7 separate regions of the Mus musculus genome follow, and regions 1, 2, 3, 5, 6 and 7 are each linked to region 4. A link is a contact called in public Hi-C, HiCAR-type, HiChIP or PLAC-seq, Micro-C and promoter capture Hi-C data. All regions are on one chromosome and are shown on one strand. The core of a region is the stretch at or near the end of the contact, and the rest is flanking DNA. Distances in the headings are between cores, read along the strand shown. Region 1 has its middle 3.5 kb from the start of Gm36335. Region 2 has its middle 140 kb from the start of Gm36335. Region 3 has its middle 38 kb from the start of Gm36335. Region 4 holds the start of Man1a (mannosidase 1, alpha). Region 5 holds the start of Fam184a (family with sequence similarity 184, member A). Region 6 has its middle 27 kb from the start of Gm26177. Region 7 has its middle 63 kb from the start of Fam184a.

Region 1 (2,700 bases), core at 25-2,524, 290 kb before region 4:
CAGAGTTCTTGTTAAGCAAGAGATCCCTCAGCTGCATCCTCAAACCACATTCTATCTTTTCAAATAAACTTGCACTTTTACAAGTAGAAGCTATGGATGGTTTGGATATTGCTGGCAGTGAAGAATGTGAGGATTTTCTTTAACTGTAGTAATCTCTTTAAGAATAACATGTTTTTCTAAGCCAATGGTTCTCAAAACTCCCTAATAGTGCAACTCTTTAATATAGCTCTTCATGTTGTGGTGACTCTCCCCCACCCAACCATAAAATTATTTTCACTGCTACTTCATAACTGTAATTTTTCTAGTGTTATGAATTGTGATAGATGTGGGAGTCAACCATGTGAAGGAAAAAGTGGGATGGAGACTGAAGTGCCACAGGCTCCAGTGACTCCTCAAAGAGTCCTGATCTGCCATACACTGCATTACATCTAAGATGGCTCCTAGCACATAAGTGAGACAGCAGAAAAGGATCCAAAGTCAGGGTGATGGCTGTCTCCATTCTTCACAGAAGTCCCAACAGAAGTCTCCCCTCACCTGCTCCTTCTGAGCAATCTCATTAGGAGGGCTTTCATTGGATACTGTGATGATATGACAAAATACAATTATCCAAGGACTGAGGGGCTTGGGATTGGTTCAAACACTGTATTTAAGCTTATGCACTGTGCAGTAAGAACAGATCTGCAATCTGATATTGTTCTCCAGAGTCTGATTCATCCCCAGGATTCATCTTGTGACGCGATCACCTCTCATCTCCCATTCCTCAGTCCTGTTCCCACAGTGAATCATAATGTAAATATTTGATACACAGGATATATGATATGCAACCGCTGTGAAAGTGTTGTTCAATTTCAAAGGGGTCATCATCCACAGGTTGAGAACCACCAGTCTGAACCATCATGGTCAAAAATTTTACACTTTTATCCCTTCCTTATTCTACTGCATATCGTATTAAAGCTGCTGTGTTATGCTGCCTTGGATAGTCTTCCACTAAACCGATCAGGCAATAAGTTTTTAAATTCAGTCTCATTGAAGTTTTCAGGACATGAGCAGAATGCAGTCAGCGTCTTTGGCAGAACATAATACCCATAGTATCTAGCCTGGTTCTAGGTAGAATTTCACATATGAAACCCCATGGTCCTTCTTGATGATGTGAGTTTCTTTTGAGTATTCGGGTCCTCTGAACTCCCATCAGAATGGCCCAATACACACGGCCTAAACCATTGTTGGGTTTCTCTAGCTTGCAACACACACCTGTTGCAAACGCTTCTGAACCATATGGCCAGCTTTCTCACAGCAACACCGCACACAGTCCTAACGTTCTGTATTAGTTACTTTTATTGTAACAAAACACTTGACAACTTAAGAAAGGAAGGGCCTATTATGATGCATAATTTAAGGGTATAACCCATCCATTCTAGGAAAAAGAGAGAGTAGCTATTGTACAAGATGTATGAGGCAGTAAATCGCATTATGTCTGCAGTTGGGAAGCAGACAGGTGACTTCTGGTGCTGCACTCAATTTAAGAGTCCTTTAATTCACTCTAGGCCACAATCCTATGGCACCACTGACATTTGAGGAATATCTTCCCACTTCTGCTGAACCCATACTGAAATGCCCTCACAGACATTCCCAGAGGTTTGTCTCCTTGGTGGTTTCAAGTCCCATCAAGTACACAATCAAGATTAACCATGAAACTAGTCCTTTGCCAGTGGTAATCTAGGCATTGAGATTGACAGTTGCATTATCACAATGTCCATATCTAGCTGACCTTGATTTTACTTACTAGCAGCTCCAAAGTGTGAGAGCAGTAATGCTGGCAACCTCTATATGCTTAAGGGAGGCCTTAAATCGTTTCCACTATATGAAAAGATGAAAGTTCAGTAACATATTGTTAGAGAGAACATTTATATAACTTTTGCTATAGTATATTACTATAATTTTGCTGCTTTATTATTGTTGTTTGTTAATCTCCTCTTGTCCCTAATACATAAATTAAACCTAATTGTAGTGTGGGGAAAGGACACAGCATCAGTGGCACTTCAGCACTTATACATCCCCTGGAGAGCTATCCCCTGCAGATGAGGTCGACCACTGTATTCATGTTCTAAGTAGAGGAAGGGAAGTGTTTTAAAGTAAGCATGTGAAAGAAATTGCATACCTCCTGGAAAGCAATCCGCATGCATCAACTCTTTCCTCTGCTGGCTATGTGCTCTAAAATCCCTTTCAAAGGAACCATTTGTGCTTCTGACATTAATGGTAAGACAGGCTCAAGCCTTTATAGATGAAGAAAATAGCTATGAGGATTTTTGTCAGTATAGTATTGTAGCTATTACAGATTTTCAATTAACCTTTGTTCCTGCTTGGCAAATACCATAATGGTCAGACTCCAGCACTGTATGCTATGTCACGGTGTCCAAGATACAGCCAAAGATCTAACTAATACTAGAAAACATTTTTCAAGGTAAAGAAATTCTCTTAATTTTTCACTTGTAGAGAAATGATGATGAAAATAGAAAATCTTCTCTGTCTGACATGTAAACGTCTACTATCACTCAATGCAGAATTAAGTATTATTAATGCATCCAAGCATAAAGTCACTACCAAGCTGTACTTAACCCAGTATAAATAGAAAGCTTCTCTTAGTTGTTATATAAATCACACAGAGGAAACAATATTTTCCTTTCATAACCCACAACACTT
Region 2 (2,700 bases), core at 63-2,562, 430 kb before region 4:
AATCTCACAACAAGTGGTACAGTTCACTTGTTGGTTCAGACTTTAGCATGGCAGTTGGAGTAGGCTCCCTGAGGAGGACAGAAAGGATGTGTATTATGGACACAGAAAACTAGTTGTTGCTCACAACAATCCAGTAGGTTGCTTTAATTATCCAGATGGTTCTGGCTTTGAAGGTGAAGAGGTCACTTCAGGACATTTGGAAGATTCCACCAGACCCCTCCCTTCCAGGAAGAGAAAGGTCCTGAAGCACTTAGGCACCCCTCCCCTTAATACTCTTCTCAAACAGGGGTGGGGGTTGGAGAGTGTGGACAGACCATCAGCCACCTGCAGGTTGGGGAGGCCCAGAGCAGACACATACCTAGACTGTTGGCCACCTGTAGACAAAGGAAGACCTTGCCACCTCATTCCCTAAAGACCAATCAGTTTAAAAGTCACACTGTTCTACCAATCACATTGTACCTAATGGCTTCTGCTCTGAAAACTGTATAAATACTTGCCAAATGTGCTGCGTGGGATCATTCTCTCACATGTGTAGGGTGACCTCAACACATTGGAACAATAAGTTCTTGCTTTTTGTATCAATTCCTGGCTCCAGGGAGTCCCAGGTAAGCTACAGCTCACCAGAGTCTTACAAAAGCCCTGTTCCAAAACCATTCAAGGAGAGTATACTGTAAAAGATGTCAAATGCATGTATATGAAGCATTTGACATCTAGAAAGATGAGAAGAACACAAGCTATAGGAACCATTTTTTTCCATTGATCCAAGATTCTGCACTTAAAGAGAATTATTTACAATACTGAAGTTGATGAGAAGAGATACCCATAGAAGAGTACACTTTTTATCACCACAATTTATAAGAAAGGTATAGTAAATATTTAATCTCAGTCAGGGGTTTCTACCCTTCCTTTGATCATTCAGTTCTCAGAGTGAGTTCCAGGACAGCCAGGGCTATACAGAGAAACCCTGTCTCAAAAAACAAAACAAAACAAAACAAAACAAAACAAAAAACAAAAAAAAAAAACAAAAACAAGACATGAAAATTTTATACTACCCTCTAACCTATCATTAACCCTAAGATGTAATTTGCCATGTTCCGCTCAGACTGTCCTTACTTCAATTGGCCAGCCCTCATGGCCAGATTTTCATGATTCACTAATATCATGGCATCTTTTCTCTACCTTCTTTCCTTTTAGGGATAACTTGGGGACAGCAAGGTTACACAGCATTTTTTGGTCTCTTTGAGTATCAACTCATCCCTGAGGCAACCAGGGTCAGTATTTACCATTAGAATACACACCAAACCTTAACAGTTTTAAATTAAGGAGGTAGGTTTGCAGAACAAAGGCTAGTAAACAAGAGAACTGACTCATAGGCCTAGACCTTTGGGTACAGAATTTAGCATTACAATACATAGCAACAGACTGAGCCTCAACAGAAAGATGCAAAAGAACATCTACCCCTTACAAATATTATAACATTCTTCTAAAAAGGTTGATACCTATAATCTAGAATTTATTCAAGTCAACGGAAGTACTAAGGTTGTTTCCATAATAAAAAGTTATTATGTAAAACTATGTAACCATTTTAATTAATGTTTGGGCTGAGGATGTGATTGAAAAGGTGTTCATCTAGCATGTGGAAACCCTGGCCTCCATATCCAGTTCTTCATAGATGAACATGTAGGGAAACATCTGTATTCCCAGCACTCAGATGGCTGAGGTCAGATGATTAGAAGGGAAAGATCATTGTCAGCTACGTAGCACATTGTTGCAAGTTTAAGGCACATGATGTTCTAGTTTTAAAAATATGTTCATGTAGACATAATCAGAAAGTATATAAAGTCTCTGTAAAGGGAGTTCACTATTGGTATATGGCAATATTATTAGTTTGGGCATGTTAATTATGTATCCTGAAAATATGCTGAATTAATTTATTTGTTCTCTCCCCTGCCCTTTTTTTTTTTTTTTTTTTTTTTTTTTTGAGTGGGAAGAACTGGGGAATTGGATGCATTATACCTTGGCAAATATTGACAATTGTACTTCCCCTTCCCTGTTTTATTTCTTCACCTGATAATTGTTGTCTGGAATTTAAGATAGGAAGTTAAATGATAGTAGCAAAGATGGACATCTTTTCCCAGATCCTTATGTTAAAGGGAAGGTTTTAATTTTTTTCCTAATTCAATATGATATCAATTGTGAATATATCATATTATGTTGAAGTACGTTTGTTAGCATTCTGTCTAAACTCAACCCCACAGTTACCTGACAATAACCACGTATGCTCTACTCTACAGTCACCTGGAAAAAGCCAGGTAGGCCTGACTCACTATAAAAGGGGCTGCTTGCCCCCTCCTCCCTCTCTTGCTCTCTTGTTCTCTTGATCCTTCTTGCTCCTGCTCTGTCCCCTTACCCTTTCCCCATTCCCTCCCCCTCCCCCTCTCTCCATGTATTCATGGCCAGGCTCTACTTTTCTACTTTCTCTCTGTTTTTCTCTGTCTCTACTAACCTTTTAACTCTCCTCCCTATCCTTGAATAAACTGTACTCTATACTATACCATCATGTGGCTGGTCCCTCAAAAGGAAGGGATGCTGAGACATCCCCTTCCTCCATACCTCACCATACCTCCATAGAACATAGCTGCTCCTTTCCCTTTATCTTTTTATAAACACATAATATGGTGCCATGACTCAGATTTAGAA
Region 3 (2,765 bases), core at 21-2,520, 330 kb before region 4:
TTGGGTTTTTCCTATAGAAATAAGCTAAAACTGCAAAGGTATGTGTCATTATGAAATCATAGGGCTATTATTTCATTCATTAATTTGGAATGAGCTAAAATTAAATCTGAAGAAAAATTTTAATGTAAATTAAGCTCTACTTATGGTAGCCACTACAAAATATCCTACAATAAAGGAGATGGGGATATATCCCAATGGTAGAACAATAGGTCCTTAGGTCAATCTTCAGCACAGAGGGGAGAGATGACAAAAATAACCAGATCTTGAGTTACATGAGTAACTCTAGGTTATATGTGTTAGAGCAGATTACAATGTTTGCCAATATAGAACCTATACAAATTTAAATGTTTTTTAAAGCTGGAAGTAGAAATGCTATTAATAAAGTTTCTTTCTGAAATGTGATATGACTGGATGCCTGAGAATTTCCTATACGTATGCAGAGTAAAAGACTAAGTCAAATAAATGGAAAGGGCAGGAGAAAGTCAAGGTTCACCATACACATTCCTATTCTACTGGCCTCTTTCTTGTGCATTGTGCATAAGATATAGCTTTAAATGTCAAAATATTCTCTCATTATACAATACCCTAGATGGCCTTACACCTTCTTAATGAGTTAGCATTAGTGGTAAGTGAGGGGAATATTATGCTATATTTACAAATCTATCACACATTTCTAACTTCCTTAAGCATTCCTTTCATGAATATGTAGAGACTAGTCAGTTAAATATGAATATGTATGCAGTGGGTAAGGAATAAGGTAAAGAACAGGGATTAAGACATGCAACATGCACAAGCTTAGCCTAATAAAAGTGCTATGCACATTTTAGGTCCTAACATGTATAGTGTGTGTGTGAGTGTGTGTGTGTGTGTGTGTGTGTGTGTGTGTGTGTGTGTGTGTGTGTGTGTTTATACTCTTTTTTTTTTTTTAGCAGAAGTCATGTTTTTGCCAAGCCCTGTGTTATCTCTATCCTTAAAAGTTACAAGTAACACACAACACTTTTTAAATTTCCCTTCATCAGGCTCTAAATAAAAGGGAAAGAACTGACCAGATCTCCAACCCATCGAGATGGTATCTGGAAAAGAGCATCAGACATGTGCAGAGTTTCAAGAGACGTTTGCATTTTGCCTAGATGGTTTTTGCAAGGTTGCCATATTTTTCACGTCTATTAACTTAATAAATGTCTCAACTATCTCATCCACATCACAGCATTGGGAGCAAAGCTCTGGCAGGCACTCTGAGATGGTAATAGAGTGCCTCAGAAATAAATATTATGTTTGCTTATCTCATTAATCTTGGCCATTCCTTCCTTTCAGTCAGCCAGCCAGCTGCAGTGCAGACTTTATACATGTGGCAGAATTATAGGAAAATTGCCACTCAGACTTAGAAAATGAGGCTTTCCCACTTTGTGACAACCATTTATCTCACTGCCATCAGGAAATATCTAAAATATTTATGTGGGCCTTATCTGAAAGATGAATTTCTGCTAAGTCTCAGGGCTGTCAATATCTTTTTAACCTCTGAAGGAAATGCTATCTTTTCCAAACAGCCACATTTTATTTGCCAAGGGTCATGCTGTGACCACTTAAAACAATTACCCCAAAACTTTGGCAAGGCACCGCAGTCCTCTTTTTTAAAACATGACCTCATTCCTAAGTAATTCACAAAAAAATATGTTTCAAGTAGATTCAGCTTCACTGAAAATTAACACTCAATGAAGCGGGCAGAAAAAAAAAATGAAGGAAAAATTACTCAATTTGGCATTTAAGTTAGTTCAAATGACAAAAGCATAAGAGATTTTCAACAAAGCTTCCACTTTTATACCCTTTCCCATGATAAAGAAATATACTGAAAGGGGTGCGTTGTGTGTAAATCTCTCCAGCATTCCAGTCTTTCCCATGATCGTCCTCTCCTTCCTGAATCTGTTCTAATTTATATGACCTTTGTGGATCTCTCCCTAACCTCCATGCACATTACTTTGTAAGCTACTCTTTCTTCTTGTTATTCCAGGAGGTTGTTTTTTTTTTCTTTTTTACATTTTAGTGCTGATTCTTTCTTGTTTGCTTTCTTGTTTGCTTCTGTTTTAATGAGACCTCATACACTGCCTATTTATCACAAACAACCTAGTTTGTTTTTCTGTGTGCTGTTGGCAATAATTCTCTAGAATCTATGTAAACCCTGTCTGACAAGGACTGTTGTATGATTTTGAGTGGGTTATCTCTAACTCAAGTATTAACTATAACCAAATGTTCATACGTGAAAGGTACGTCAAGACACTCCATGCTGGGTGCATCTTCCATGAACTTCTTTGCTATCTTGCAGATTAAGATCCACCCTGTCCTCTCTCTGGGATTAGGAGTTGATCTGTGTCCTTAGATACCTGCCACTGGCTTGTAGTTGTAATGCCCATGGAAGAACAACAGCAGGAACTTGGACTGAGTGGCAGATAAAGCAGAACATTATTTCTTGTTTCTTCTTCCTTCTGGTCCATGTGTCCATGCCAGCAGATGCGCTCCACACAGTTCCCATTTTCTGGTTCTGCAACATTTTCATCCTGTTGCCACTTGGGATCTAGGAGTGTAACAGACCCTAGGAGTGGTAGCCCTGAAGTTCTGAGCTAATTCTACTGAGTTGCAGTAAATACCCTGTTCAGATTTAAATTCATGAAATTTTGTTTTGAACACGTTGCTTTTACCATCCTGTTTCCTCATTTTCTAAGAGCAGAAATGTATAGTAAATATTTTTGACTTTTACTTTTCCTGTGACA
Region 4 (2,708 bases), core at 98-2,597:
ACAAACAGTGATGGCTAAAAATGATAATTAACATTTAAACGAAAACGACCTTAGGATTTCTGCCTTGGCTTTTTTACTTTATGCACACAGCACAACACCTGGAAACAACTGTGCTGTGGGCACTCTCCTGGAAGTTGCCAGCTGTTTTCCTCTGGTTTAAGACAAGTAAAGGGCACACTTTAAAATCATGTTTCCGGAGAAGGTTGAGGGTAAACAGAGCTGCTACAAACCAGCTTTCAGGAGTGGGAAGTCAGTCAAATTTCCCTCTGGTAACTGTTTCTTTGTGGAGCAACAGGGGATTCATAACACAGTTTGGGAAATGTTTTCTTGTCTCTTCACCCTGAGGCAGGGGGTTCCCAGCCAGGTCAAAATGTAGATCTATGCAATATCAGCAGGGCATTCCAATGGATGTCATGGGAGGTGGAGCCAGTTTCCATGACATTCCATGAGACTGAATACTGCAAGGCTGTGTTGAAAACAATCTCTGTTGGACCAAGTCTTGCCTTCGCTGGGAGTTGTCGCATCCAAGACTTAATTTCAACAGGGTTCAATTTATTGCTTGGAGCTCTGGCAGCATAAAACTGTCTTCTTTGAATGGAAAATTTGACCAACTGCGATGAGGTAAATGAATTTCGAAAGTGGGGGGGGTGTGGGGGAGTGTGGGGGAGTCATACAACTTTTGTTGTTGTTGTTGTTTATTGTAAGGGGAAGAGGGTGTATACTTAGAGCCCCAAGCAGTCCCCAAACCCCAAGTCGCCTAGGATGTAAAAGGCTCTTAACGAGGTAGAGTAGAGAGCTCAAAAGCTTTGTGGAGGAGCCTGGAGACTTTGGATTTGAGAGTTATTGGGCACCGGGGAATCCCTGTCTTGGGTAATAAGGGGTGGCTGGAGAAAAGCCTTCAAAACCACTTCAAAACCACGGCTTGCCCCCGCAATCCCCTGCATGCTCTTCGGGATCGCCAATTTCGAGTACTGGGGCAAGCTGTCGCTACCATATTAGTAGTGGTCACTCGGGGATCCACTACCTTTGGGGCTTCGGCTTGAATAGGTTTTGGGCGGAATAAGCTCGGACCAACTCCGGCTCTGGTCCTCCGGGCGAGTCTTAACACGGCTCCCGGGCGCAGTTCCAGTCCTCGGGAGCCCAGGGGAGCCGCGACCTCCCCGCCTCTGCCGGGTCCCGGAGAGGCAGCGCTTCCCGTAAACTCCCCGCCCCGTGCGGCCCCCTCCCCGCCTCGGCTCCACCCCCGCGGGACCCTGGGAGGCGTAAGATTGGCCCGGACGCGCTGTCACTCTCCGGACGCGTCACCGCCCTCGTTTCCGACCGCTCGGGAGACCGGCAGTGCTATTAGTGCACGGCGGGGCCGCGACGGAGGGCAGTACGGTGCCTGGTTCGCTGGCTCACGCCGGCAGGTCGGTGCGCTCGCTCACCTGAGCCGTGTCCCGGGGCCTCAGAGCCACCCGGCTGTACGCGTGCTACCACCCGCCGGGAAGCGCTCGGAGATGGGCAGCTGGAGAAGTTGACGAACCCCCTACGCACGCGGCGCCCTTGCTGCCCAGAGGTGCGCCGCCCTTGCCACCGAGGTGCCCGCTGTGCTGACCCAGATGTCGCGGGACACCCTGCCTCCGCGGCTGGAAAACTTCACCCCAAGTCCAAAGTGGGCTCTGAGGGTGGTGCCCGCGGCTGGACCCCGGGGTTGCCTGCCGGGATACGGTCCTGCGGATCCCGGGTCCAGGGGAGGGCGGAGACCCCACTGGAAACTTTCTCAGCACCTTCCTAACCACTGCGCTTTTACTGTCTCCTCTCCCCCCAACAGGGGCTGCAGCCAGCGGTTTGCCGCGCGTGCCTGTTTGCCAAAGGAGCCGCCCCGGCGAGGATCGCCGGAGGGGAGCCGCTTCAAGCGGGGAGACCCGCAGCCCAGACACGCGCTCTGGGCGGCCTGGATGCGCAAGAGCCGGCCCCGCAGCCGCTGACAGCCGGCGGCAGCGAAGTTTGGCTGCTGAGCGGCTCGGCGCCGGGCCCCTGGACAGACTGTCAGCCGGCGGCTACAACCTCCGGAGCGATGCCCGTGGGGGGCCTGTTGCCGCTCTTCAGTAGCCCTGGGGGCGGCGGCCTGGGCAGTGGCCTGGGCGGGGGGCTTGGCGGCGGGAGGAAGGGGTCTGGCCCCGCTGCCTTCCGCCTCACCGAGAAGTTCGTGCTGCTGCTGGTGTTCAGCGCCTTCATCACGCTCTGCTTCGGGGCAATCTTCTTCCTGCCTGACTCCTCCAAGCTGCTCAGCGGGGTCCTGTTCCACTCCAACCCTGCCTTGCAGCCGCCGGCGGAGCACAAGCCCGGGCTCGGGGCGCGTGCGGAGGATGCCGCCGAGGGGAGAGTCCGGCACCGCGAGGAAGGCGCGCCTGGGGACCCTGGAGCTGGACTGGAAGACAACTTAGCCAGGATCCGCGAAAACCACGAGCGGGCTCTCAGGGAAGCCAAGGAGACCCTGCAGAAGCTGCCGGAGGAGATCCAAAGAGACATTCTGCTGGAGAAGGAAAAGGTGGCCCAGGACCAGCTGCGTGACAAGGATCTGTTTAGGGGCTTGCCCAAGGTGGACTTCCTGCCCCCCGTCGGGGTAGAGAACCGGGAGCCCGCTGACGCCACCATCCGTGAGAAGAGGGCAAAGATCAAAGAGGTGAGTAAAGCCTGCCTGAAATCCCACTCACGCTGCTGTT
Region 5 (2,700 bases), core at 46-2,545, 320 kb after region 4:
GGGCAGATATCTTGTTTCCCTGTTGGGTTCTTCCCTCTATATCCCAGTCCTATTCTAATATCTAGCCAATTACATTTTCATATTTAATTATTCCAGGCTTCATCCCACCGAGAATTGGGTGCAGCTGATTGTAGAGGTATGGTCCTCCAAACATAGGCCCTTGGCATCGCTTCATTCTAGCCTGGCACACATTAGGTCAGTATGACCCTGAAATGCTTGAGTTTGGATGAGTTTGGGAAGACCAATCACGTGTAGGATTACGGATCGGATCTCCCTCTATTTCACCACCACTTCTCTAGTGTAGAGATGCTTGGCCTTAAGATCCTATGTCGGCTGTGGCTGGGCCTGCACACAAAAAGTACATGCAGAGAGGCTCTGTCGAGCTTCCCGCTGCTTGTTGCTAAACGAAGGTCACCATCAATTTTTTATCTTCTTTGGACGATTCTTTTAAAAACTAGATTGCACACTCAGGCACAGGGTAATAGCCAAAGGGTGCAGACTGTGGGAAATGGGTGTGTTAAGGAGCTGGCAGCTGTGGGTCTGCGCGGTGAAAAGTGAGACAGTGCTGCTGGATGCAGTGGGAACTCTCAGGCTGCAAGGTTGTAAGGCCTTGTGCGACTGTGAGAGGCCTCCGTGAGGCAGGGCGCCTAGTGTGGGGCTCAATCGCTGTGTAGCTATGGGAGTGTGGAGGACAAGTGCTGGCGGCTGGAGGGCCGAGGGGTTCAGGGCTGCAGATTGCGGGGTCGCAGATTTGCCGGTTGCAGGGACGCGGAGCTATGGGCTGGAGGGTTGAGGATGAGAGTTTGGCTGCGGGTTGAGGAGCTGCAGGTTGGAGGTTGCGGGTTGGAAGGATGCGGGGCGGAGCTTGGCTGCGGGCTGAGAAGCTGCAAACTGGAGGACTGCGGGGCGGGGAGCTGCGGGGCGGAGCTTGGCTGCGGGGAAATGACGTGGCCACCCTCGCGCGCTCGCTGAGCCCCCGAGCCGCGCGTCCTGGTAACGGCGCTCGGCGGCTCCCGCGTCCCCGGACCCGCCTCCCGCCGCTGCAGCCCGCCCCGTCTCCGCCTCCCTCCGCAGCCCCGGCGGCCGCGGAGTCTCGGGGCCCGGTGGCCGCTTCTTGCGGGACGCTAGCCGCGACGTCGCCAAGCCGAGGCAGGGGGACGCGGCTGTTGCGGGCGGGCAGGGGGCTGCTGGCTGCGGGACTGGAGGGCACGGGCCGGCGGGTCGGCAAGCGGTCGCCCGGGCTGTCGCCTGTCCCGTGTCGTCGCCGCGCCGGCCTCGCCCCGCGCGCAGGGACAGGTGCCCCGGCTGGGGTCTGCCGGGAAGATGGCGACCCCGGGCATGAGCTGGCAACATCACTATTACGGTAGCTCCACGTCCGGGCCGGCCAAATTCGCGACCTCCCCAGCTGCCGCTCAGCTGGCAGGGCACAACATGGACTACAGCCAGGACATGCACCTGAAAATGAGCAAGAAGATCGCCCAGCTCACCAAGGTATGGGGTGCTGGGGCTCGGGGTTCAGGAGGGGGCTCCTAAGAGAAGCAACAGCCAGAGTTGCCTCCTGGTCCCTCCAAACTTGGGTGGAACGCTAGCCACCTAACTTGAGCTACACCGCACACCGCACACTGCACCGCGGGATTTCCAGGGCTTGCACTCCATAACCAACCGACTAGGGGTAAACCTGCACAGAGCACATGAGGGCTTACTTTCTGGGTTCCACAGGAGTAATGGACTTTTCCTGTTGCTCAGGTGCCTCTGCCAAGGGCTGCACGAAGCACCGCGCTACAGTACTCGGTGAAGTACTGTACCGGTTTACCTAATATGACCCGGGATCCTCGGAGTTAATCGGTGTCAGGCTACTGGTTACACAGTTAATGAGAGGATAAACTTCCCGAGGTTATTCCGAGGACTGTAGGAGGGTAAAACATACCTTGCGTGCCATTTTAAGGGATTTAATGAGTCATTCCTTACTTACCCTCACAAGATGTCAAATAAGGTTTATTAGATGAATCACACCGCGTTTGCATTTAGTAAATGCCCCATCTTATCAGAAGACCTGCACATCACCTGCACAGTTTTCCAAGCATAGTTCAGGGTGGTGTATGCCCGTTAATGAGTCCTTTTTCGAATTTAGTAAAATACTGAATACTGATCATAAGGGTTGGTTCTGTGTAGCTCTTACCCAGCAGGCTCACCCTGTGTGGGACTGATCTAGGGTTTCTGGAAGTCACACATGGGGACCAGGTTCCCTAGGACTGTTGCAGTGTTGAAGAGGAAGGTGGGCTTGAGGGTCACTGCTCGATAATCTCTTGAGATCTGGCTCAACTCCATCATACAGTTTCCCTGGAGTTTAAAGAGAGGAGGGGGGCACACTTGTGAAAAGGGAGTGAAGAGACGGGGGAGGAGGATGTGATCGATCGAGGATTCAAAGATAACGGGAATGAGTGAAGGGATGCATAGAGACACATGATGAAAACAACAAAAACCACGTGATCAAGACTCACCCCATGCTGAGCAACACGACAATTTGTGGAGTTAGTTTTCTTCCTTTTTGGATTGTCTGTCTTTGTTCTAAGCACCATCCTAAGAGATGCTGCACGTTCAGTTGGTACCGTTTGCTTTTGTGAAGGGTCCTGAAACCCAGAATGGAAGGGATGTAAACTGTGGTAGCCACATGTTATCAGAGCATTTACATGGATGAGG
Region 6 (2,727 bases), core at 106-2,605, 260 kb before region 4:
TCTTTTTAACAAGCACTTCAATTGAATCATAGAATCAGGAGAGTTTGAAAAATTACTAACATAAAACCATGAAAGATGCTTGTATCTACAAGAGATTATTTAGGGGCTAGCAAGAGAGCCAAGCAGTTAAGAGGTCTTTCTGCTCTTCCAGAAGTCTTGTGTTTGGTTCCCAGCAGTCAGGGCAGAAAGTTCACAGTGGTCTGTAATTCTAGCTCAAAGATCCAACACCCTTTACTGTCTTTTATGAGTACCTGTATTCATGTACACATGCCTAACTATATGTATACACACACACACACACACACACACACACACACACACACACACTTTAAATCTTAAAAAGTACTCCTCAAGTAGCAGTCTACCTCAAAACTATTCTTTTTCTTCTATTTTGGAAAATACAATATGGGTCTTTCTAGATACTATGATTAACAAATGCTGCAGTGTTGCTCCAAGGGACCCTTAAACACACCAAGATGTAGTATTTAGAAGCCTTGGAAGTACAACTAAGAGCACACACATCTTCTAATATTCAAAACCTATCAATGTAATTCAGTGAAAGCCATACATGTGTGTCACTGAAAGACAAACAAGTTCCAGCATGCAGTATAGTCTCACTTCTGTGCGGCCATTAATGATCATTAACGTAAGTGACAATAAGTACCAATATAGCTGTTGGATTGACACCCATTTAGGAAATTCAACTACAGTTTGATTCAGATATAAACTTGCTTTCTAAAAATTCAATGAAAGTATTTTAAGGGAAAGTTGGTTCTATGAAGTTTCCAAGAGGAGGAGGACTACATGTTGTATTATTAATTGTGAGTTTTGTTCCACCTGTCTTTATAAGGTAAAATGTCAGTGTGTTTATGTGTGTGCATGGGGTTGAGTTGCTCTTGTGTGTGTATGTATTCAAGGTGAGATGTGTTTGTGAGTATATGTATATAAGGTGAGTTGTGTTTGTGTGTGCATGTATATGGGGTGAGTTGTGTTTGCAGGATGGGTGAGTTGAATTTTTTTGTGTACATGGATGTGAGGTATGTGTGTGTGTGTGTGTGTGTGTGTGTATAAGAGCATGAGGTACATTTGTGTGTATATATGGGTATGAGCTGTATTTGTGTGTGGAGGGTGAGTTCTGTTTGTGTGCATATATGAGGGTTGGTTATATTTATGTATGGATATAGGGCTGTTTTGAACATTTTCCAGCACTCTCTTTATAGAACTCTCTCATTTTATACATAAATAAAATACTTATCTAAGAAGACCACATGCCATCAGCTCTCCTGGAAGAAGCCTTTTCCTTAAGCTTACACAAACCATTTCCCAATTCTGCTGGCAAGACATCTTCCTGGAAACTATCACTCGTACATGTTGATCGGTCTTGGGAATAGCAGAATTGGATTACATCATTTTCTCTTATTCATTTTTTAAAGCATCATCATCATGAAGAAATAATGGTGCCAATGTTTATTCTTTAAAAAAAATTGAGTTTTGTAGTGAACAAGTTATATGACTGAATAGGCCAGGGATGGTAAGTCTGAGCCTGAACCTAGCTGTGTTGAGCCTTTCCAGCCCTTCTACTTTGGTTAACATGGCATCTTGGCTCTCATGAGTTACATTGGATTGCCCTGCCCACCTGACTTTGTCACTATCTCTCTGCTTTTCCTTTCTACGTACACTTTAACCATGTTCTTTCCCAACTCACAGCTACAGTTATAACTCTAATTTTTTCAAATCCTATTTTTAATGGTGGTTCTTACATGCTTTAACTTGTAGCCCACCACCCACCAGAAGTAGTGGGGAAAAAAAGGATATGGGGAGGGGTGTGGATCTTTTTTGAAAGATTCTTTGGAGCAACTCCTGTCTGTGTTGTCTGGAAAGCAACAGTTCAGTTCACAGGATAGCAGCAGCAGCAGCTCAATCCACTTGAAAACACCTCACAGATACACCAGCAGTCCAGTTCAGTAGAGTTGGCATAGAAAATCAGCAGCAGTGGCAGGACTTAGCAGAGACAGCCAGGCCTCCTCAGCCTCAGCATGAGTCAGCAGGAGGGACCAGCAGGAGGAATACCAGGAGAAGTTCTTGGCTGTGCCTCTCTGCGAAGCAAAGATAGTCAAAGACAATACATCTACAAGTGTTGCATGGCTGGCTGTACCAGCAAGCCAAGCTCTGTCTCCGTCACTCCATGGAGTCTTATATTATCCCTCCAAACATCACGTGGCCTCCATATGCCTTGCCTCAGCACAAGACTTGCCTCATCATGAGTTTTGCCTCATCAGGCACATCCAATCAGCCCGAGTCCTTGTAAGTGGCAATAAACTGCAGCATACCACCAGAAGTTTTTTGATGTGTTTCTCTTTACGGAAGCCCAAACAATGCAGCTTAACTATGCATTATAAGATGGACCAATACATGCAAGTTGTTCGCAAAGAATCCTTCAGCACACGTCCTTTCACCTGCTTGCTTTAGTAGAACATCCTCTCTCATGTGTCTGCTTCAGCAAAACATTCCTTCACTAGTAAGTCTATCATCAAACCTTAGAACTGGATACTAAGTAAATTTCTGTTATTTTAGATTAGGAATAAAAATGTAGGTGATAAATCCTCCAGAAACCTTATAAGTGTATAGGTGAATCTGCGATGATCATTACATAAGTGGTCTCTAATCTTTCTGTTTATTCATTCAGTTACTAAGGAAGTCATTCACCTGCTGTTTGTTCAACAAACC
Region 7 (2,700 bases), core at 191-2,690, 260 kb after region 4:
AAGTGGGAAAGAGCCTTGACTCATTGGCACAGGAGGAAATTTCCTGAACAGAACACCATTGGCCCAGACTTTAAGATCAACAATAGATAAATGTGACCTCCTGAAACTGAAAAGTTTCTGTAAGGCAAATGACACTGTCAATAGGACAAATTGGCAGCCTAGCGATTGGGGGGGGGGGGGGAATCTTCATTAATCCTATATCCAATAGAGGACTAATATCCAAAATATATAAAAACTAAAAAGGTTAACCTCCAAAAACCAAATAACCCAACTAAAAAAAAATAGGGTATAAAGAATTAGCAACAAAGGATCTTAAATGACTGAGAAGCACTTAAAGAAATGTTCAAAGCCCTTAGTCATCACAGAAATGCAAATCCAAATGACTCGGAGATTCTACCTTACACCAATCAGAATGGCTAAGATCAAAAACTCAAGTGACTGTACATGCTGACACAGATTTCAGAAAGAGGAACTCTTCTCCATTGCTGGTGGGATTTCCATCTGGTACAACCACTCTGGAAATCAATCTGTCAGTTTCTCAGAAAATTGGACATAGTTCTACCTAAAGACCCAGCTAAACCACTCCTGGACATATATATACCCAAAAAGATGCTCCAGTATACTGCAAAGACACATGTTCCACTATGTTCATAGCAGCCTTATATGTAATAGCCAGAAGCTAGAAACAATCTAGATGTCCCTCAACTGAAAAATGGATACAGAAAGTGTGATTCATTTACATAGTGGAATACTATGCAGCTATTTAGAATGAGCACATAATGAATTTTGCAGGCAAATGAATGGAATTAGAAAATATCATCCTCAGTAAGATAACCCAGACCCAAAAGGACATGCATGGTATATATTCACTGATACGTGGATATTAGCAAAAAAGTACATAATACCCAGAATATAACCACAGACCATAAGAGTTATCAAACAGAAAGACCCAAGTGAGGATGCTTCAATCTCACTTAGAAGATGTAACAAAATAATTATAGGAAGCAATTATAGGAAGCAGAGGGAGGGAAGGATGTGGGTAGGCAAGGGGAGGGGAAGGGAAAATAGGGAACAGGATCAGGTCTGGGAGGCACAGGAGAGAAGCCCAACGAAACTCAGAAGGCCAGAAGAATTAACAAAAATAAGTAGCCTATGTGGGTGGGAGGTGGGGTGCCCTCTAGAAAACCACAGAGACCTGGGAGGAAAGAGACTCTACACATAGAGATAGCCCAATGTTTCCTAAACTAGAGAGGGGGCAGAGGGAGAGAGAGAAAAATTTTATCATCAAATAAACCTTTTCATAAATCAATATCTCCATTTTTTTCCTGCCTTTTCCAGGAATTGAATGTGTTAAGCCCTCCCTTGTGACAATCCTGTAACCTCTTTTCTTCATGTAATTCCAGTTCTTGTCTCTGGGCCAGTTTGCCAGATGTATCTGACATGATGGAAACATCTGTGGTCCGTGGCAGCTGGATTGAGGGCATTTATTTTTGTTCCCTGCATAGGATACTGCAGAACTCATTAGATCTCCTGTAAATTTCTTGTTTCAGGAACAGCACCCCGTTTTCTGATTTTAGGTGCTCCCTAAATTTTGACTTGTGGAGCTGGAAGTATTCCTCAAAAGATAGTTTTGGATTTTCCTCCAAGTAAATCACATGGATTCTAAATAATAGTTGGAGTTGTTCAATCGGAAAAACACATGACTCATATTCTAAATCCTGACAGTCTCCAGGTGTCTGTGGTTACTCTGAGCCTCTGTGAGCATTTGTTCTTACATCCTGCTTTACAGAGTTAATGTTCAGTTGCTTCCATCCTTGTTGGGCTTCCTGTTTGCCTGGCAGAGTGGGTTTTACCAAGAACTAAAGCTCCACTAAGGTTCATCCAGGCTTCATCCCCAGTGCCCTGGGTTGTATGGACCATAATCAGGACCTAGAAATCTAGTTGGGGTTTTTTGTTTGTTTGTTTGTGTGTTTGTTTTTTAACCCTTTTCTGTTTAAATTATTTCTATAAACACAAAATTTTTTCTAAAAATAGTTAAATTTTAGTAGAATACGTTATAAAACAGAAAGTCCTCTCCGGGTGTTTTTGAGAACCCCTGCGAACTTCTCCATCGCTGACAACAAATAATTCGCTTGGCTGCAATGTCTAGTCCCTTTGGTTCCCTCTAGTGGAGAAGAATAAAATGCACTTTCTACACTTGAAACCATTAAGTGTGAAATTGGATTAAAGCACAAAGAAACAGTGAATATTCCAAAAAAAGCAATGCGCTTCCCAGAAAAATTACTCTGAACCTAGGATTAGTGGGAAAGTCTTCCCTATCAGCTTTCTCAGAAGACGCTACGAATGTAAGCCATGGGCTGAACTGGCACCGATGTCCCACATAGATCGCTATCTGCCCAGCCTGAGTGGCATCAGTAACTGTATTTTCCGAGCATGGAGCAAAGGAGATCTTCGAATACATTGCATTTTATGTTGAATCCATATCATCGGCTGTACTCGATTCATCTTCCATAGAGAAGAAAAATTGAAAGGAAATTGAATCTAGTTGAATATTTCCTGTGTTCAAGTCAAAAAACATTATGTTGTAAAAATTCTAGAGATAGCATGGTAAAAGGACTAAGGGTATGGGAATGGCTGCCTGTGTTACTTACCTGATTTACCTCCAGGACTGGAATAGTTCAGCAATCTTCTGTGTGGGAG

The links. Promoter capture Hi-C pulls out the DNA fragments that hold promoters and counts their contacts. A called contact is a pair of places that touch in the nucleus more often than the background predicts. HiCAR-type assays count read pairs that join an accessible place to other places. HiChIP or PLAC-seq counts read pairs in DNA pulled down with a chosen protein or histone mark.
Region 1: a Micro-C map of the HL-1 cell line shows a contact between it and region 4, with 4 times the contacts expected there. The contact joins the enhancer-like site here to the promoter of Man1a in region 4. A contact is called at or near these places in 8 of 39 promoter capture datasets (the 3T3-L1 cell line, 3T3-L1-derived adipocytes, the C10 cell line and 4 more), 2 of 15 datasets of contacts at CTCF or cohesin (large pre-B cells and pro-B cells), 4 of 484 Hi-C or Micro-C datasets (the HL-1 cell line, cerebellar granule neurons and cortical neurons), 1 of 115 datasets of contacts at active chromatin or transcription factors (bone marrow-derived macrophages) and 2 of 9 other capture datasets (adipose tissue and embryonic stem cells).
Region 2: a Micro-C map of embryonic stem cells shows a contact between it and region 4, with 2.7 times the contacts expected there. The contact joins the enhancer-like site here to the promoter of Man1a in region 4. A contact is called at or near these places in 4 of 39 promoter capture datasets (the 3T3-L1 cell line, 3T3-L1-derived adipocytes and liver), 1 of 15 datasets of contacts at CTCF or cohesin (the NIH/3T3 cell line), 2 of 484 Hi-C or Micro-C datasets (bone marrow-derived macrophages and embryonic stem cells), 3 of 115 datasets of contacts at active chromatin or transcription factors (bone marrow-derived macrophages, embryonic stem cells and large pre-B cells) and 1 of 9 other capture datasets (adipose tissue).
Region 3: a Hi-C map of uterus shows a contact between it and region 4, with 5 times the contacts expected there. The contact joins the enhancer-like site here to the promoter of Man1a in region 4. A contact is called at or near these places in 8 of 39 promoter capture datasets (the 3T3-L1 cell line, the C10 cell line, HPC-7-derived erythroid cells and 3 more), 1 of 15 datasets of contacts at CTCF or cohesin (the NIH/3T3 cell line), 4 of 484 Hi-C or Micro-C datasets (adipose-derived mesenchymal stem cells, embryonic fibroblasts and uterus), 6 of 115 datasets of contacts at active chromatin or transcription factors (bone marrow-derived macrophages, embryonic stem cells, fibro-adipogenic progenitors and 2 more) and 1 of 9 other capture datasets (embryonic stem cells).
Region 5: a promoter capture Hi-C map of neural stem cells shows a contact between it and region 4. The contact joins the promoter of Fam184a here to the promoter of Man1a in region 4. A contact is called at or near these places in 2 of 39 promoter capture datasets (embryonic stem cells and neural stem cells) and 4 of 484 Hi-C or Micro-C datasets (cardiomyocytes and embryonic stem cells).
Region 6: a contact with region 4 is called in a HiCAR-type map of fibro-adipogenic progenitors, with 4 times the contacts expected there. The contact joins the enhancer-like site here to the promoter of Man1a in region 4. A contact is called at or near these places in 3 of 39 promoter capture datasets (the 3T3-L1 cell line and liver), 5 of 484 Hi-C or Micro-C datasets (Th1 cells, cerebral cortex, cortical neurons and 1 more), 7 of 115 datasets of contacts at active chromatin or transcription factors (bone marrow-derived dendritic cells, bone marrow-derived macrophages, fibro-adipogenic progenitors and 3 more) and 2 of 9 other capture datasets (adipose tissue and liver).
Region 7: an H3K4me3 HiChIP or PLAC-seq map of the 230-238 cell line shows a contact between it and region 4, with 49 read pairs. The contact joins the enhancer-like site here to the promoter of Man1a in region 4. A contact is called at or near these places in 5 of 39 promoter capture datasets (the 3T3-L1 cell line, the C10 cell line and liver), 2 of 484 Hi-C or Micro-C datasets (both in uterus), 6 of 115 datasets of contacts at active chromatin or transcription factors (the 230-238 cell line, bone marrow-derived macrophages, large pre-B cells and 1 more) and 1 of 9 other capture datasets (adipose tissue).

What each region holds. Positions count from the first base shown.
Region 1 is chr10:54,367,400-54,370,099 of GRCm38.p6, reverse strand. No RefSeq gene overlaps it. Among named protein-coding and RNA genes, the nearest start is that of Gm36335, 3.5 kb to the right of the region's middle. Within about 2 kb of position 1,274, at least 4 of the 459 cell types and tissues checked have an H3K27ac peak or open chromatin away from gene starts, as enhancers often do. A contact at or near this core is called in the HL-1 cell line, where this site is marked.
Region 2 is chr10:54,508,568-54,511,267 of GRCm38.p6, reverse strand. No RefSeq gene overlaps it. Among named protein-coding and RNA genes, the nearest start is that of Gm36335, 140 kb to the right of the region's middle. Within about 2 kb of position 1,312, at least 7 of the 459 cell types and tissues checked have an H3K27ac peak or open chromatin away from gene starts, as enhancers often do. A contact at or near this core is called in embryonic stem cells, where this site is marked.
Region 3 is chr10:54,402,221-54,404,985 of GRCm38.p6, reverse strand. No RefSeq gene overlaps it. Among named protein-coding and RNA genes, the nearest start is that of Gm36335, 38 kb to the right of the region's middle. Within about 2 kb of position 1,270, at least 9 of the 459 cell types and tissues checked have an H3K27ac peak or open chromatin away from gene starts, as enhancers often do. A contact at or near this core is called in fibro-adipogenic progenitors and uterus, where this site is marked.
Region 4 is chr10:54,074,376-54,077,083 of GRCm38.p6, reverse strand. It overlaps Man1a (mannosidase 1, alpha), which reads left to right and starts at 1,347. Exons shown (of 13, transcript NM_008548.5): 1 at 1,347-1,558; 2 at 1,814-2,668. The coding sequence starts at 2,060. It overlaps Gm16998 (predicted gene, 16998), which reads right to left and starts at 1,162. Exons shown (of 3, transcript NR_038016.1): 1 at 231-1,162.
Region 5 is chr10:53,749,504-53,752,203 of GRCm38.p6, reverse strand. Fam184a (family with sequence similarity 184, member A) reads left to right here and starts at 1,295. Exons shown (of 18, transcript NM_001081428.1): 1 at 1,295-1,491. The coding sequence starts at 1,324.
Region 6 is chr10:54,336,814-54,339,540 of GRCm38.p6, reverse strand. No RefSeq gene overlaps it. Among named protein-coding and RNA genes, the nearest start is that of Gm26177, 27 kb to the right of the region's middle. Within about 2 kb of position 1,355, at least 3 of the 459 cell types and tissues checked have an H3K27ac peak or open chromatin away from gene starts, as enhancers often do. A contact at or near this core is called in fibro-adipogenic progenitors, where this site is marked.
Region 7 is chr10:53,812,166-53,814,865 of GRCm38.p6, reverse strand. No RefSeq gene overlaps it. Among named protein-coding and RNA genes, the nearest start is that of Fam184a, 63 kb to the right of the region's middle. Within about 2 kb of position 1,440, at least 34 of the 459 cell types and tissues checked have an H3K27ac peak or open chromatin away from gene starts, as enhancers often do. A contact at or near this core is called in the 230-238 cell line and uterus, where this site is marked.